2 separate regions of the Canis lupus genome follow, and region 2 is linked to region 1. The links are chromatin contacts, called in public Hi-C maps. All regions are on one chromosome and are shown on one strand. Each heading gives the region's core, a stretch centred on a gene start, on an enhancer-like site or on the middle of the called end of the contact. The rest is flanking DNA. Distances are from core to core; before and after follow the strand shown. Region 1 holds the start of PRKCE (protein kinase C epsilon type). Region 2 overlaps LOC111097737 (a long non-coding RNA gene).

The links. A called contact is a pair of places that touch in the nucleus more often than the background predicts.
Region 2: a contact with region 1 is called in a Hi-C map of skin fibroblasts, with 5 times the contacts expected there. The contact joins the enhancer-like site here to the promoter of PRKCE in region 1. A contact is called at or near these places in 2 of 9 Hi-C or Micro-C datasets (amygdala and skin fibroblasts).

What each region holds. Positions count from the first base shown.
Region 1 is chr10:49,027,486-49,033,580 of UU_Cfam_GSD_1.0, reverse strand. PRKCE (protein kinase C epsilon type) reads right to left here and starts at 3,476. Exons shown (of 15, transcript XM_038551201.1): 1 at 3,129-3,476. The coding sequence starts at 3,476.
Region 2 is chr10:49,753,427-49,759,521 of UU_Cfam_GSD_1.0, reverse strand. LOC111097737 (a long non-coding RNA gene) reads left to right here. Exons shown (of 3, transcript XR_005365872.1): 2 at 3,514-3,614. Among named protein-coding and RNA genes, the nearest start is that of TMEM247, 9.5 kb to the left of the region's middle. Within about 2 kb of position 3,606, at least 7 of the 20 cell types and tissues checked have an H3K27ac peak or open chromatin away from gene starts, as enhancers often do.

The sequences.
Region 1 (6,095 bases), core at 2,227-4,726:
TGAGAGACACAGAGAGGGAGGCAGAAACATAGGCAGAGGGAGAAGCAGTCTCCCCGTGGGGAGCCCGATGTGGGACTCGATCCCAGGACCCCGGGATCACAACCTGAGCCAAAGGCAGACACTCAACCATTGAGCCACCCAGGCATCCCTGCAAATATCTCTTTAAATGTTACCCACCATCTCATGCCCAATTTATGCCTCTTTCCAGGAACGCTCCAGTTTCTTCCAGCCCTTTTTGAATTCATGTAACATCCTTATGGTCCCACTCATTTAGAGCCTAACTGCTACTTGAGTGTCTACATGTATCTATTTAGTGGCACTTCCCTAATGAAATGGAAGGCCCCTGAGAGTCACCCAATCTCTTTTACCTCTGGGCTGCCTAGAGTGCTAAACTTCCCTGCTTGGGTCTGAGCACGAAACAGGAACTGGGTGAGTACCCGTGAATTCATGGGGCAGTTGAATGAAACGGTCCGCATCAATGAGAGAAGCAGCTGCTCCAGGCCCTCTGCATCTCCTTACTTCAGGCCAGATTTCTCAGCCACACCCGAGAAAGGGTATCTCTTCACCCCTGCCAGGTAAAAAGCACAGAGCCCCTGAGCCTGGGAAATGCTGCCCAAAGGTATGATTCTGTGGGTGTCCCCTCAGTGACAGGAATGGGAAAGGTGATTTCTGTCAGCCCAAGTGAACCTGTCCATTTCCAAGGGCCAGTCACCTCTGCGGATGCATCGCCACCCCCATCCCCAATTCCCCTGCCCCCTACCTCCACCCCCACCTCCATCCCCCAGCATCTTTTAGTGAAACCAACACTAGGTGAGCAAATAGAACCAGCTCCACTACTCAATTCATCTTGTGACTTTGGCCTCTTTGTAGTTCCAAGTTGTTCTTTTTTGTTTTGTTTTGTTTTGTTTAAATCTAATACCTGCTGTACCTAATTCACACTTGCTATGAGACAAAAGAGAAATGATTTTGAAAGCACTTTAAATTACTGTGTACAATGAAAACCTCAGGGACACAGCACATGAATCTGCAGGGAACAGACTGGGAGGGCCAGGGGGGCCCAGTTCTCATCCCCCTGGCAAGCCATGGGCAATAGGAGGTGTGGGCTCTACTTCCAGTCCCCTCATGCTTGCATGTGACCTTGGGTACCCACTTGGCTTCTCTGACACTCAATGTCCTTGTCTCTAAAACATGCCTCTGCACTAGGTGATCCAGGCTAGGGCCAAGTCCAACATGAATCTGAGCACCTTAGAGAATAATGACAAGGCAAGGCCGGTGCCCACAGCATGCTTCACTCCAAGTGCTCAAAAGTGGGGATGGTGCCCTAATGCATGCAGGGTCTGGGCAGGCCCCAGCAAAGCATCACCAGAGACACATAGACACCTCTCCCTCCAACCAAGATACGTTCTGTGGCTAGAGCCACCTTACTGTTCATCCCATCTGCTCTCTCTGCCCCACTCTATCTTCCTCATCTGCATACGTGGTAAAGGCCCCGTGGTCTCTCTACTATACCCGTGTTTTTTTTCTGTCCTCTTCCTGTTCTAAAACAACTTAAAAACCACAATTTTTAGTGTTAAGGTCTGGCCCTGAAACTGGTCATCCCTTAAGCTCCCCCTCAGAGAGGCACTACTTTTCCTGAGTCAAAGAGCCTATATATGGAAAGGAAATGAGGAGTGAGTGGGAACTCCAGTGGTGGGGGGCCAGTAGAAGGAAGGGGCATCGATGAATGGAATGGGGTGCAATGGCACTGTGTTCTTTGGAATTCCATAATTCTGCTCCCCAAAGTGTAAGCCACAAATCTCCCAGGGCTGTACTCGGTATGGTTAGTTGAGGCTTCCCTGTAAGCCCCGTAACCATGGTTTTGGGGCAGACTACATCACAGTGTGAGCATAACGAGAGGAGACTTTTTCCTATTTTTGTCTAAAACTCCATTTCCTTTTACAAAATATGTAAGGTGACATGCCAACGTGGTTCATACGCGACCTCTGACCCTAGGACAATCATGAAGTGGTCTGTTTTCAATAATTATAAGGGGATTCCTCTATGTTTCTCCATGAGGACCAGATACCTCTTTTCATGTAGAGCGAAGAAACCTGAAAACATATGTACCCAGGGCCACACCTGCTCTTGTTGGAAACACGTAGCAAATCAGAAAACACCGAAATCCATTTCCTAATTTAACACCTTCCTTTCAAAAAGAGCTAAAAGAAGGGTGGTTCTCCCTGCTTCTTTGGGTGCCAAGGTTTAGCGCCTTTGGTTTACAGTACTTGGACAAGGAAGGCCCATTCCCAAGTCCCTAATATTTTGACAGTGTCATCAATTAAGTCAATGTCAGACTTAGCGGTAGTATCTCATTGCACAGTATCCTGAAAATCAAAACAGGGAAATCGAATAACTTGAAGTAGGATTCAAGGCACCGACCGACTTCCAGTTTCTTGCAAGCAGCACCATTTTTAAAACACAACACTCATTCTGGATGCATGGGCGATGCATGGGGGCAAAACCAGCTTGGCTTATGTTGCTGGGACCCTGCAGGAGGGATCCTAGAGAGGAACACGTTTTTCTCCCCGTATGTCAGAAGATGAGCTAACCACCGTGCAACAGAATCGACGAAGCAAGCTAGCTTCCTCCCGGAGGGAAAAATAAAGCAGCTCCCTCGCTCCGCTGCTGCGCAGGACAAAGCCAGGACGTGCAAGGAGCCTTCAGTCCAGGGCTCCACGTGCCTCTCCAAGGACGGAGGAACCCACCCACACACAATCACACACGCAGCCAGCCCACCACGCGCCTGCGGAAGGCGCCGGCTCCTCCGCCAACCTTGGGCACCAGGGCCGGGGGCTCTCGCAGCTTGCAAGCTCCCGGGAGCGCCCATTGTCTGAAGGGGGCTAGAGGGCCTTACTCTCTCTGCAAGTCTGGTCTCCGTGGCTCCAGTGCCTACTTCTCAACTACGACGAAATGGAGTATGCTTCCCCAAGGCAGCTGAGACACATCACACACACACACACACACACGCACGCACACACACAGCCCAGATGGCAAGAAGTCTCGGCGCCCCGTGACCAGTGCCAAGGCCGTGGGCGCATCCCCGCGGCCCCCCGAGCTGGGCTCCTGGCCCGGGAGGCGCCCGGACTCACCCAGTCCTCGAAGTGCCGGCTCCCGTTCTGCAGCAGCTCCTCGAACTGGATGGTGCAGTTGGCCACGAAGTCGTCGTAGCCGATGGGGGCATCGTGGAAGACGGCCAGCTCGATCTTGCGCCCGTTGCACACATCGGTGACGAACTCGTCGTGCCAGGCCGGGCTGTTGGTCTTCTGCTTGGTGGCCGTCTGGCCGATGCGCGAGTCGTCCACGTTGAGGGCGATGTAGGGGTCGAGGAGGAAAGTCTGCGGCCGGGGTCCCACCGCATGGCGCAGCGACCAGGCTGTGGGCTTCAAGCTCACGGCCTCGCAGATTTTGATCTTAAGGAGGCCATTGAACACTACCATGGTCGGGGCGGGCAGCGGGGGCCGGGGTCCCTCCGTCCGCCCCGAGGGCAGGAGTGAAGAGCCGACGCCCCGGCGCTCGCAGGGTCCCCTGCGCCCCACCCCGCTCTCCCCCTACACCTGGGAGCGCTGCGCCCGGGCGCGGGCGGTCCTCGGCGGGAGCATGTATTTCCTCGCCGGGTTCCTAACGGAAAGCAGGGAGGGGGGGAGAGCCGGGGGACGTCCGCGTGCGGAGCGAGCCTCTCCCCCCCGCCCCCCGCAGCGCCTCCCGGAGGGGACCGAGCTGCCGGCCGCGCTGCGCGCCGCGGGGGCTGTGGCGCCGCCTCGCTGGCTCCCGGCTCGGGCTGCGGGGACGCGGGCGCCGCGCCCGGCGCTCACCTACCTTTCCGAAACATAATCCCCGGGAAATTTCGACTCCGGGAGGGGGAGGGGGGCGTGGGACGGGGCGGGGACGAGAGCCGGGGGCGCAGATTTCAACCCGGATCCTCTTCGCACACCCAGCGCCTGCCTCTGGCCGCGCGGGGCGGGGGGTGGGTCGAGGGATGTTCAGTCTATCCGGAGGGATGCATGTCGAGAGGAAATGGTCCTCCTCGGAGCCAGTTTTTTTTTTAAGAATCCACAAGCCGCACGGCCGGCGCGGCCGCCTCCTCCGGGGCGAGGCGAGGCGAGGCGAGGCGAGGCGAAGCGGCGATCGGGAGGCGCCGGGAGCCCGGAACCTCAGCCCCGCGCGGGCTCGGGCTCGGGCTCGGGGTCGGGCTCGGGGTCGGGGTCGGGGTCGGGACGGCCGCCGCGCGGGCTGGGGCGCAGGCCGGCACCGGGCGGTGCGCAGCGCGGCGGCGGCGGCGGCGGCGGCGGCGGCGGCGGCGGCGGCGGGGCCGGGACTGCGACTCGGCGCGGCCCCACCTCCCGGGCGCCGGCGCCCGCCCGCCGCGCTCCCCGCGTCCCCGCTCTCGGCTGCCGCTCGCTCGCCGCCCGCCCGCGCTCCCCCGCGGTCTCCTCTCCCTCCGTCGGTGTGCGAGCCAGTCTCCCTCCCTCTAATGCAGGAAATGCGCAAAAGACGTCAGTGTGTGTGTGTGTGTGTGTGTGTGTGTGTGTGTGTGCACGCGCGCGCGCTCCTGTGTTTGGGGAAATAGAAAGTTTTGCCTGTTGGGGGAGCAATACGGGAAAAGTGAGCCGAGGAGAGGCCGCCGCGGAGAGGGCGAGCCGGCCGGGTGGCGGCGGCGGGCGGGGGCCGGGCGGGGGCCGGGGGGCGGGCGCCGCGGGGGGGGGGGCGGCTGCGGGCTGCGGACGCCGGGTCTGCGCTCCCCGCCCCGAGGCCGGCGGCCCGCGCATCTCCCCGGGGCTCCGCGACCGAGCCCGGCTGCCGGGCTGCAGACCCCGGGGGCGGGGGGCGGGGGGCGGCCTGCGGAGGAGACCCGGGAGCCCCCCGGCCCCGGGCTGGGGCGTGCTGGCCCGTCGGTGCGTCCCGCGGGCCCGGGGCGCTCGGCTCCCCCGCGGCGGGGGAGGGGAGGCGGGGAGGGTCGTCCCCCTGCTTGGGGGGCGGGGGCGCCGTCGCCCCGGGGGGACCCGTCCTGGACCCGTCCTGGACTTGCCGGGCCGCGGGAACTTGTTGACAAGTGAAAGCTTGGGAGAGGACCTCGGCTGCGTCCGCGTTTGTTTATGTTCCACGAAGTGACTGCAGATTCACCCTGGAGCCCGTCCGGGCCCCTTTCGGGGGACGCGGCTCCGAGGGGCGCGCTGCCGGCGGCCGCCCGAGCTGGGGGGGGGGGGGGGCGCGCCCTGCGGGGGGCGAGCGGCCGCGGCCGCGCTAGTTTCCTCCGTAACCTTTAAACTCTCGCTGGCAGCCGCGGCGGCCGGTCACGTGAGGCGAGCCCGGGGCTGCCGGGGAAGAATTTCCTCCGCGGGGAGCCGGGGCCGGGGTAGGCGGCCGGGCGGGGGACGGCCCCGCGCGGGGGCCGCGGACGAGCGCCCGGAGGCCCTGGGCGCGGCCCTGGCTGCGGCCGCCGCGGGGCCGGGCGCGGGGAGGTGGAGCGCGCGGGGCCGGGCGCTGCGAGGGTGCGAGCCTCGGCCCCCCGTGCGCCCGGCCCACGGAGCGCTTACTTATCTGGCGCGGCCCTGAGCGTGGGCCAGAATGTAAAACCCATCCCTCCATTGCATTTTTCTCAGCGGAAAAGGTTATCGTTGCCTGTGGCTTAAAGGTTTAAAAAGAGGATTAAAGGCGAGGAAGGAGGCCGGCCCCCGAAGCAGCTGGGTACCCAGCGCGGCACACGGTCGCAGAAATGATCAGGGAGCCCCAAGGTGATCCTCTCCCAGTGCCCTCCCCGATGCTGTCGTCTCCCGCCGCCTGCCGCCTGCCCCGTAGGATGGGGCAGCTGGGGAGGCAGTGCTAAAATGCAGTCTTGAGGACAGCAGAGCTCTTCTGCGCTTAAAAAGTCGGGATGTGGGACGCCTAGGTGGGCTCAGTTGTTGGGCATCCGCCTTTGGCTCAGGTCGTGATCCCAGGTTCGGGGGATCCAGTCCCACATGGGACTCCCTGCGTGGAGCTTGCTCCTCCCTCTGCCTGTGTCTCTGCCTCTCTCTCTCTCCCTCTGTGTGTCTCTCATGAATAAATAAATAAAATCT
Region 2 (6,095 bases), core at 2,357-4,856, 730 kb before region 1:
CAATGAAGGCTGGATTTGTAGCCAAGAGGCAGTAAATTGGTCCCTGGCACAGCGTGTGTATACTGGGAGTTCAATTCCCTTTCAACATACTTGTCTCAGGATCCTCGGGGGAATGTCCTGTCTTTTGAGAAGTTCACCCAAAACAATAATGCACTGCTTCCAGGCTCCTGACCCAGTGCTAGGTGCGGACGGGAACACCAAGGATCATCATAGGCAGCTCTTACCTTGGTGGAATACATAATCAGGATGGAGAGAGCAGGAATGCTTCCTGACGTTCCCTGATACCCCCGAGACTGCCTTCGGAGCTTCATTGCTGGCAGTTTCCTTAGCCCACAAAACTTTCTCTCCTTCCTCTCCAACTATTAACGTCCCCCTCCAACCTTTGGGGGATCCATCCCGTCTACTGCCACTTGTGAAACTGTGTGCTTTGTGTCTCTGCTGCTTGCTGTTAAGATGACCTGGTGCCTGTTGCATCTCTCCCCCTAGGTTAGAGGCTGGGTGGGGTAGGGCATACTGCTGCGCTCACGGGGTGGGGGTCAACAGGAGTTGGCTTAGCCCATGGCCCTGGCCAGGCTGGCCGGTGTAACAGGAGGCAGGCCAGAGGGCTGAGGAGCTGCGCCTTCACACACCCAGCAGAACCAGAGGCCTCCCTTCCTCCCCACTTTCCTCGTTTGATCCCCTCTACTTTGATGTGGGTAAATTAGCAGTCGATGCATTTCCATACAGCTGGGTGTAAAGTGAACTCTTGTACGTGTAACTCTATTTTAAATGCTTGGGAAGTAGGGTGATGGGCGTGGGAACTTTGCTATTTAAAGGAATTTTGTGCATAATTTCATCATACTGCTTTCCTCCTGTGTGTAATTAATGCAAATCCAATGGCCATTCATACCCTGGGCTTGTTCAAGCAAAGCCCGCCTGTGGTGACCCGGAGAAGCCGGAAAATAGGTGTCCTTATTCTCGAACCAGGTTGGAGCTCTTGATGGGAGGGATATTCCAATGAAGAGCCCACTTGAGGCTGAGATTCTGGGTTTGCATCAGAGCGGGAGGGCTCTGTGGAGACTCTACAGACTTGGTCGCAGTGGCTCTTAGTAACAGCTTCTGATTCGTTCATTTGGGGCCAGAGGAGGGGACCCGTGGAGTGCGGTGGAAGATCTGCTCTGGTGACAGGGATCCTGGGGCTCTGGCCCAAGCTGTACCACTAGCTAAGCCAAGACCCTGGCAAGTCATAGAAACCCTCCAAAAGTGCAGCCTCTGTGCGTAAGAACAGGGGCAGGTAAGCCTGCCCTGCTTCGCTGTCACGGTGGTTCCCGCGGGACGACAGGTGGGCTTGCGGGCGGAGGTGCACCTGCCATCAGAGCCGCCCCCAGCGGGCCTTCGGGGTGGCTGAGAGAGGCGATGGAAAGTCTCCCCTGACATCGATGTCGCCCTCAAAAAAGCCTCCTCCTCGAACGTTTCATCTGACACTCTCCTTCCATCTCATGAGAGTTGACATAGAATAAACTTATTCCAGGAAAGAGCTGGCCTCTCCACCTTTGTGCAGCGGCATCCCCCCTCCCGCGGCCAGCGGAACGGGGTAACCCAGGCCGTGAAGCACCTGTTGGCCAATGCCGCCCCCTTGTGGTCCTCATCGGTCCTCACGGGGAGGCTTTCCGCCCACGAGGTTTTCCAAGATTCCGAATCCCCATCCTTTGTGGGATCATCAAAAGGCCGCCCAGAAAAGCTGACCCCCAGGGCCCTTGGAAGGGGATCCAGATCCAGAGAGCGCCTGATGGCACCCCAGATCTTTAGCATTGGCTTTGTGGACATCTGCGCTCCAGGGAGATCAAGTGGGGAGCAATACATCGTGGACAGGAACCTGGGGGGCGTGGGGGCCTCTGGGCGCGGTGATGGGGCGCCGCACAGCAGGCAGGGCCTGGGCGTCCCTTTAGGACGGCCTGTGTGTGTCAGGCCTGCACTGGGCCCGCGGGCTTTGCGTTTCATTTCCCTCTGGAGGGATTGTCCTTATCCCTGTTTGTGCGGGAAGAAACGGTGGCTCGCAGAAGTTAAATGATCTGCCCATGTCACAGCTGTGAAGTGGCGAACTGAGATCCCATCTGGTGTCCTCCTTCCTCTTGGCCACAGCACTCAGTGTACCACCCCTGCGGGCTGAGCTGGGGGCCCTACAGCCCCCACAAGTTCTTTTCTTTTCTTTTCTTTTTTTTCTTTTCTTTCTTTCTTTCTTTCTTTTTTTTTTTTTTTTTAAAGATTTTATTTATTTATGAGAGAGAGAGGCAGAGGGAGATGCAGGCTCCATGCAGGGTGCCTGATGTGGGACTTGATCCCGGGACTCCAGGATCAGGTCCCAGGCAGAAGGCAGGTGTTAAACCTCTGAGCCACCTGGGAATCCCCCACAAATTCTTTTCAAGCAGACCCCATAACCCTCCTTCTCTGCCCTTCTCTAGCCGCCCCTCCAGGTTCCCAGCGAAGGGTTTGCTTGATGGGGAGGGAAGGCGGTGGTGGGACTCTTGGCAAGACTTGCCTGAGCCTTCTCTTGCCCTCTGCTTTGGCTGCTTACCCCCACCTGTCACCTCCTCATCTCCTCTGTTCCCGTGGGACCATGTCCCCCTGTCTGCCCCAAGCAGATTTTCACCTTTGAGATCTTGTGGCACGTGGGACGTCTCCCTTGTGACACTCATTACATTGCCATGTTACTGTGGGCTCTCACATGTTTCTGGACTTCTGAACCTCAGGCCTTTTTCTCTTTTTCTTTCTTTCTTTCTTTCTTTCTTTCTTTCTTTCTTTCTTTCTTTCTTTCTTTCTTTCTTTCTTTCTTTCTTTCTTTCTTTCTTTTCTTTCTTTCAGACAGAGACTGACTCATCTCTGCCCCAGCACCTAACACGACCTGGCACGTAGTAGGTGCTCAGCTGTGTGCTTGTTGAGTGGTGAGTAAGGCAGGACACACTGGAAACGGTGAAAACACAACAGCTACGAAGTATACCGTTCAGTGCACCTCTGCTGTAGCACATGAAATCAATGACTGGCAGTTAAAAGTGATTCTTTTTTTTCATGGCCCTCCCCTGGGTGAGGTTCAAGTTTGCTCCAGAAGCCTCCGTTGGAGGCGAGGCCTCTCCCTGGCACCAGTACCACTTTCATCCAGCAGATGGTGGGCGAGGCCAGCAGAAAAGCCTTGCAGCCTGCCCAGAAAAGCCAGGCCTGCACAGGTGACCCCTTTTTGTAAAAGATGCAGGAAACTGAAACCTATTTGCTAACCCCATAGAGATGCACGAATGATAAGAACTGGCCTTCAAGATGAGTTCTTTGGGTGATCCCTGTGAAAAGGAGCTTTTGGGAAAATGTCTTTAAAGAGAAAATAATGGCAGCAGGTCAGGAGGGGGCTGCTCCTAGTAAATCCTGTTTGAGCAGAGTTTCTTGAAACGCCATAGAAAATGAACTTAATATAAAGCAGACACAGTCCTCAAACTCTGAATGACTCAGGACAACGCCCTGCCCCCCTTTTTTTGTTGCCTCTTGAAGCTCATTTCTTTGGAAGTTCTTCCCAGCTCTGTGGCCACCTCTTGTTGACTGGAAGCTTGTCTCCCATCACATCTCCACATGGGTCTGCACGCTCAGAAGAGGTAAGTAAAGATTTTCTGACTTGAGCTGACTGGAGGAGAGCGGTGACAGCCTCACAAAACGGCCTGGGGACTTGCTAGCACGATGGGAATTTGCCAAAGAGCTTTCTCTGCAGAGTTAATCAGGCCTAGCAATAGCTTCTCCTCAGAGTCCGTCGTAATTACTAAGGTAAGGCCAGGCCTCCCCTGCTCCCTGCTCCAGGGGACATGGGTGTGACCGTGGGAAGAGGGAAACAGCTCCCTAATCTCGTGCTAAAACAGATTTTAAGGCTGCAGCCACCCCCACCCGCATTTTCCTCTGACCTAAATCTTCCCCTGAAGCTGAGCTGGGCTCTGGGCCAGGGTGTCAGCTGTGGACAAAGGCGCCCTGTCTTGTAGGCCTGGCCACTGTTTCCTACACAGTCTGACCAGTGGTGCGGAACTCCCCCGAGTCAATGTGACAACAAGGAAACGGGCAAAGACGGCAGTTGCCTCAGTCAGCCCTACCTCCAGGGAAACCAGAAATACTGCCCCCTCGTGTTCCTACCACAGGGCAAGGGGGCTGTTCTAGGAAGCGGCCCACTCCTCGGTGCTAGGTGTGGCTGCTCACATGGAGGGCACTGTGCTGGATGCTTCCTGAAGCCGAGCGTGCCCTATTTTTTCTGGCTGACTGGGGAGCCAACCGTTATTCACTGCTTCTCCTCAGGGTCTTTGGAGCATGAATGTCACCCCCCACCCCCCCAGCCCTCTCTGCTCCTCTGCCTCTGGCATTGTAGGGGAAGCTGGGGAGGCCTGCGCTGGAGACCAGGACTAGTTCTGCTGGAACGACCCATGGCCATGCAGACCTGAGGCGACAGATCTCTTTACCTCCTTAGGCACAGCTTCTGCTTTTCAACAGGGGCATGACAACACGTGCTCTGGCTAACTTGCCAGTTGGCTGGATGCCACGTTTGTATAGATGGTGTCGATGACAAGTGGGGTTATGCGTTCAAGATGGACAGGGCTCTCTATGGGCTTGGAAGGAGGACCAAGGTGGAAGGAGGAGGGAGGGGTGAGAAGGATGAGAGGGAATTAGACCCACGTCCATTATGGGGAAGGGTAGGCCAAGTGGGGAAATGGTGAGAATAATAGCACAGCGGTGGGGATCCATGGAACATCTCCTAGGAACAGTAAGTACCTCATTCTGGCTTAATCAAAACGCACGTGTGCATATGTGTACACTCATGCAAGTGTGCCTACAATAGGGAGGCAAGTCTGGAAACACGTTATGAGATCTAATTATGGAAGGCCTTGAAGTCCCAGCTCATTCCTTAGGAGAATATTGCAAGTTTATGAGCAGGGATCACACTTAAGGTAGTGTGAGGGGAAGATTAATGTGGTCATTTGTGTATGAGAGAGGATTGGAGAGACCCAGGGTAGCCATTTAGGAGACTTGTAAGTTCTGGGACAGAGAGGAGGGTGTGTGAGAGCAACATAGCACCCAAGGGACAGCTATAAAAGCCATTATGCACAAAGATCAATGGGACATGCCTGAATTTAGGCCTGAGAGAAGAGGATGGTGGTACCATGGCAGAAACTGGCAGGGTCCAGGAGGAAAGCCCTGTCTTGTGTAGGGAGAAAGTTCAGCTTTAAAGTCTTCCACCTGAGGTGCCTGGGTCCGTTTGGCCAAATATAAGCAGTAACCGGTGAGGAGGAAAGCTGAAGCTTCCGACCGATGGGACTCCTCAACAAGCTCTCTCCAGTCCTCTGGGCTCCTCGTCCTTTCAGAATGTGCTCTTCACCCAGACCGTGTGCCGGGACTGGGCCTCTAGCTACCAGTCTGTTTGAGGAACTGGGCCTGCTGGCCTGGCTTTCTGCTGAGGTGTGGCCTTGGCCTAGGTGGAAAGATCCCTGGCTATGACTGGGCTTTGCCTCACTAGGGGCTGGTGTTCCTCTCCCTGCAAAGCCAGGCCTCAGCTGTTTCTGCTGGGTTGGTAGTAGCCACATTTGGCAGGCCTGCATGGGAACTAGAGGCCAGGACTTCTGCCGAAGGAGGAGGAGAGACCCAACAAGGATAGTCGATCATTTTGTGGGAAAAGCAAAAGGCAGCACGGGGATTTGGTTTCTCCAGTGCAGGCCCTTTCAGACAGCTGCTCGTATGATTGATGGAGACATTTATTTGCAGCAGTTTTCTTGGAATCACTAATCTCTTGTAAATGCTCAGCGCCCTGTGGGAGAACACTGCTAGCATTGTGAGGTATGCATTTCAATTCTGAGAGAGTCGCAGATACAGGCAGGACACTGATGAAATGTAGAAGCAGCGGAGAGGATAGGTGTGAGCGCCCACAAGGAGGAGTCTGGTAGGGGAGCCTGGGCCTGGCTCTGCGGCTGACTAGTCCCTCCCGCCCTCCAGACCTCAGTCTTCTCATCTATAAAGCGACAGTACAGGGCTGGAAGACCTCCGAGCCCCTCTTTTGTACATTGACATTTTGTCACTTATTTTGTGTCGCGGTCTTGCCTGGATCC